Regions from separate parts of the Mus musculus genome. Here region 1 is linked to region 2. Evidence: chromatin contacts called from public promoter capture Hi-C data. All regions are on one chromosome and are shown on one strand. The core of a region is the stretch at or near the end of the contact, and the rest is flanking DNA. Distances in the headings are between cores, read along the strand shown.

The links. Promoter capture Hi-C pulls out the DNA fragments that hold promoters and counts their contacts.
Region 1: a contact with region 2 is called in a promoter capture Hi-C map of pre-B cells. The contact joins two enhancer-like sites. A contact is called at or near these places in 2 of 39 promoter capture datasets (the C10 cell line and pre-B cells), 1 of 115 datasets of contacts at active chromatin or transcription factors (memory CD8 T cells) and 1 of 9 other capture datasets (pancreatic islet).

What each region holds. Positions count from the first base shown.
Region 1 is chr9:96,436,930-96,439,629 of GRCm38.p6, reverse strand. No RefSeq gene overlaps it. Among named protein-coding and RNA genes, the nearest start is that of Gm51656, 26 kb to the left of the region's middle. Within about 2 kb of position 1,434, at least 283 of the 459 cell types and tissues checked have an H3K27ac peak or open chromatin away from gene starts, as enhancers often do.
Region 2 is chr9:96,202,470-96,205,169 of GRCm38.p6, reverse strand. The region is part of intron 2 of Tfdp2 (transcription factor Dp 2); the gene reads right to left. Among named protein-coding and RNA genes, the nearest start is that of Tfdp2, 7.5 kb to the right of the region's middle. Within about 2 kb of position 1,294, at least 7 of the 459 cell types and tissues checked have an H3K27ac peak or open chromatin away from gene starts, as enhancers often do.

The DNA.
Region 1 (2,700 bases), core at 185-2,684, 230 kb before region 2:
ACCTTCTCTAAGCCTGGTCAATAATGCCTATCTGTCTAGTCAGGCTGATGAGATGATTAAGAAACAGGGCAGCCGGATATGGTGGCACACACCTTTAATCCCAGCACTCAGGAGGCAGAGTCAGGTGGATCTCTAGAGTTCAAAGCCAGCCTGCTAGTCTACAGAGCATGTTCCAAGACAGCCAGGACTACACAGAGAAACCCTGTCAAAACAAAACAAAAGCAAAAACAAAAACAAAAAAAAATCATAAAAAGGAAAGAAGGAAAAGGGGAGGGGGCTCAAGTGATAAGTGTATAGCCCCCTCCCAATTTGGGAGTCTGAGACCGGAGAATTACAAGTTCCAGGCCAGCCTGGGCTACTTAGTGAGCTCCTGTTTCAAAAAGAAAGAGAGGGAAGCAGGAGTCATTGGAAGAGTGGATGTCTAGGATGCACAAAGCCTTGGGTTCTATTCCCAGACTGGGTATGGTGGGCACACCTGTGATCCCAGCTCTTAGGGAATAAGACGGGAATACCAAAGTTCAAGTTCATTCTTGGCTACATTTTTAGATTTGAAGCAAGTCTGGACTACCGGAAACAAGGTCTCAAGACAAACAAAAAGAAAAAGCAGTCAATGACAGCCCCATGGCCACAGTTCCCACTGCTCTTTTGGCCAGTGGTCCCTGCAGTTGCATCTCTGAGACCGTGAGCCTCCAGGTCTGAGCTAAGTGAATGCAGTTTGCCTAATGTTCGGGCTGAATCTGGGCACCTACAGTTGTCTTACCTCCTCTCAGCCAGGAAATGCAAGCACGTGGGGTCCCACTTCAGTTTTATTCAGCTGAATTAGAGGCACAGTCAGAAATCTGTAACATCCTCGTGGGATGGGGGTGGGGTGGAGGACTAGAGAGGAGGGAGGGAGAGAGGGGAGGGGCAGTGTTGATCCACAGATCATGAAAACACTGAGGAACGCTCTCGAGTGAAAGCCCAGCTGCCTAGCTAGGCTATGCCACACCCTCTTCTTCAACATAATCAGTCTTAAAGGGTTCTGTTTGGTTTTCTTGTGTCACTGAAGTAATCAAAACCCAGGCATAGTGACAATTGGCTAACACCTGTTGAGGGCCCCCCGTGGGCCAAGATTTGGGAAGGCATCCAAGACACTGTTGGCGCTTTAATCTTCCCTAGGTAGCTTCAGCCTCAGAGGGGTTGAGCAGCTGGCTGGGGGTGTGACTGGCTAGAAACCTCTAGAGCTAGGAACTGAACCAGGACAAACGGATGCCAGGAGAGACACATTCTCCCCCCAGACAATCGAAGTAGTATTACGGACACCCTTTTGTGGACTCTTCGTGGGATTCTATGAAACCACGTCCTCTCAGGATTGTCAAAGAAAACAGGAAGCCCCTCTGGGGAGGCTCACCCCCCTGTTCCCCAAGCCAGGAAGTGGCTGGCAGAAAGAGCGATACGTAGCAAGGGCAGGAGCACCCGGGTTGAGAGCTTGGGGCCGTATCGGGCGGAGCCCTGAGCCAAGTCCCCTGGGGTCCCAGGGCTACATTCCTCTGAGGTCTGCGGAGGCCACTGCTTAAAGGCGCAGAAGTGCAGCTGGGAACGAGAACAAAGCGGCCAGACCCCCCTCGGAGGAAGGAAGGAGCGAGCCCCAGGAAGCAGCTGATAGCGCTAAGCTCAGCTTGTTTTTTCCTCTGCTCAACAGTTCTCCTGCCACGGCAAACAAAAGACGTACGTTCTGATTCCCTTCGGTGTTTGGATTGCGGCCGCAGACTGGATCTGCTTTGTGAAGAGCTGAGGGTAGCTTCTGGCTCGACCTGCCGCTTGATGGCAACGCTGTCCGCCTTGCCTGTCCCCAGCCAGGAGCCCCACGAGGGCATTGCTCTAGATCAAGGGATGAGATGTCGAGATTTCTACCCGTTGACTCGTGACCTTGGCATTGAAGGACCTGCAGCGTAGGCCTTAAAAACTGTTAAGATAGGAACCCTTGTTCCATGGAGATGCCCTGTCCCCGCTATTATCTCAGCCAAGGTCACAGCCCGCTGCTGTGCAGGGCCACACTGGGACTGGTGCCACCTTTATCCCATGGGTCAAGGCAATGGCAATAGATGTCAGGTTCCTGGAGGATCGGGGTCCGAATCCCGGTCTGTCCGCCTTCAAGGTCACCAGTAAGTGACAGGTGGGTCTAAGCAATCCCCTGAGCATGATGAACGCAGAGACTTTGTACTCCCGGGTGTGAGCGGTGAGGGAGTGGGCAGACCTTGTCAGTGTCCTAATCCATAGTCTCAGGACAGGGACAGGCCAAGATGCGACAGCAATGCTGGGCATGGTTTGTTTTGCTCCAGCAGGTGTTGAACGTGTGGCTATGCCAAAGGCCACCAGCAAACCCACACGAAGCAAACACAAAGCTTCCACTGATGGGTCTGTGGGCTGCCGATTCTTGTGGGCTTTACAGTGCGGCAACGGCAGTGCTGGTCACATGGACCGAGAGACTGTTTTGATGCCAGAGACTAATGCTCCGATCCGATCCGTCACCACAGGAGTTAAAGGAGCAGCCAAGAGATCAGCGTGGTTGAACCCCCGCTCTAAGCTGCCTGCCGTTCTCTCCTCCCCTCCCACTCTGAGACTGCAGTTCACATGCCGAAGACAAATGGCATAAAGGGCAGGCAATTAATTTTTTCAGCTGGAGACTGATGGAATGTGGGTGTTTGGCATGCACCTCTG
Region 2 (2,700 bases), core at 45-2,544:
GTTGCTGGGAATTGAACTCAGGACCTCTGAAAGAGCAGTCAGTGCTCTTAACCACTGAGCCATCTCTTTAGCCTCAAAGTATTTTAATTTAAAATAATTTACTTATTTTTAAGTATACTCGAGTTTTGCCTGTGTGTGTAGAATAAAAGTGGAGCCAGAAGAGGGCATCCAATCCCCTAACTAAAGTTGTTAGCCACTGTATTGATGCTGAGACTTGAACCCTGGTCTTCTGAAAGAGCACACGTGCTCTTAACCACTTTTTAAGAGTTATTTACTGGGCTAGAAAGATGGTTCAGGGGTTAAGAGCACTGACTGCTCCTCCAGAGGTCCTGAGTTCAATTCCCAGAAACCACATGGGTAGCTCACAGCCATCTGTAATGGAATCCGATGCCTGTATTCACATACATAAAATAAATAAATCTTAAAAAAAAAAGGAGTTATTTACGCGTTCGAGTGTTTGCCAGCATAGATGTATGTACATTTATATGTACGTATGTACACCATGTGGTTGCCTTTTGCTTTGGAGGCTAGAAGAGGATGTCAAGTCCCCTGGGACCAGAGTTGCAGGCAGTTGTGAGCGACCATGCTGGTACTGAGAACTGAACCCAGGCCCAGGCCCTCTACAAAAGCAGCAAGTGCTCTTAGCCACCGAAGTGCTTCTCCAGCCTCCACTTCAAGTATTTTTAAGATGGTTTTACCTCTAGGAGCAAAGATATTAGGAAGATTTAAAATTCATTCAATTTAAGGTAATCCAATACTAACATAACAAGTCAAAAAGGTGAATCAAGGCCACTAGGCCCAGCAGAGTCCTGAGAGTAAACTTGGCTTACTACTCTCCTCATTTTGGACACCAGATCTCCTGTGTTTTTAAAGAACTACAGAAATGTACACAAGATAATCAAGAGCTGAGAATAAGAGTAGACAAGACTGAGTGCCTAACTGGAGAGCTGTCCAACGCCAGTAAGATTCACCATCTGTGAAGACTGTGCTGAACTGACAGGACCTAGAATACCAAAGAAACAAGGCACTGGCTAGGTCTCTGAAGACCTCTCTGGATAAGGTAACTGGGGTAGGAAGGCCCATCCTAACTGTGAGCAGCACCATCACTGGGATGGGGTCCAGGCTGCGTAAAAGGTAGAAAGCGAGCTCTCTACTTCCTGACGGCAGCTGTGACATGGCCAGCTGCTTCAAGTTATTGCTGCAGTGACTTTTCCTCCATAACAGACTGCTGATCAAATAGTAAGCCAGAATAAACCCTCCCTGAGCTGCAAGAATGTCTCAGTGGTTAAGAGGATTGCTAGTCTTCCAGTAAGCACCTAGCACCCACATCAAGTGGCTCATAACTTCCATAACTCCAGCTCCAGGAGAGCTGACATTCCTTTCTGGCCTCTGCAGGTATCCACAATCACATGGCAGAAACACAAGCACATAATAGACAGAAGAAAGAATAAAATAAATCTTCTTAAACATAAAACAAACCTTTTCTTCCTTAAATTGCTTTTGTCAGGTATTTCATCACAACAATAAAAAAAAGAGAGAAAGTAACTGAGACAGTAGGTATTGCAACGTACAAACTAGAACTGAGCACGGTGATTTACTCTACAATCCTAGCACTCAGGAGGATGAGGTGGGCAGATCTCCGTGAGTTCGAGGCAGCCTGTTCTACATAGGAAGTTCCAGGCCAGCTGAGGCTATATAATGAGACCCTGTCTCAGAAAAAAAGAAAGAGGGAGGGGAGGGGAGGGGAGGGGAGGGGAGGAGAGGGGAGGGGAGGAGAGGGGAGGGGAGGGGAGGAAGAAAGAAAGAAAGAAAGAAAGAAAGAAAGAAAGAAAGAAAGAAAGATAGATAGAGGAAAAAGGAAAAAGAGAAAGAAGGAGGGAAGGAGGGGGAGGGGGAAGGGAGGGAAGGAAGGAAGGGAGGGAAAAAGGGAGGAAGGGAGAAAGGAAGAAAAGGAGGAAGGAAGGAAGTGAGGGAGGGAGGGAGGGAGGAAGGAAGGAAAGAAGGAAGGAAGGGAGGGAGGGAGGAAGGAAGAAAGGGAGGAAGGAAGGAAGGAAGGAAGGAAGGAAGGGAGGGAGGGAGGAAGGAAGAAAGGGAGGAAGGAAGGAAGAAAGGGAGGGAGGGAGGGAGGGAGGGAGGAAGGGAGGGAGGGAGAAAAAAGGTTTCAGATTTTACACATAAGCACTTCACTAAAAATAGGTTGGTTATTCAAAACAGATACAGATTAATTATGAATTCATCCAAGTGGCTACCAATATAACAGAAATCGGTCAGGGAGGAACCATTACTATGTATACCTACTGCTGTAAGAATCTACTGACTAGATTCACACCAAAAATTCCTCTGTCCTTCTGTAATAGAAATAAAAACTGAAAGCTGTGAGACAGCTCAGCCAGTAAAGTGCTTACCATGTAAACATGGGGGTCTGCATTCAGATCCTCAGACCCACAGGGAAGGGCCAGGCGCACACACTCCCAGCACCAGGAAGGCAGCCTCGGGGCTTGGTGAACAGTAAGTCAAGTCAGTGAGCTCCCGGTTCAGTGAGAGACTGACTCAAAAAACAAACTGAAAAATGACTGAGGAAGACACGACACTCACCTCTGGCTTCTACATTCATGTGCCGTGCCTGCATGGGCACGTCCACATGAACACACACAGACCGAAACACTCAGAAAAGGTCTTCACCCAAGAACAATATTCATT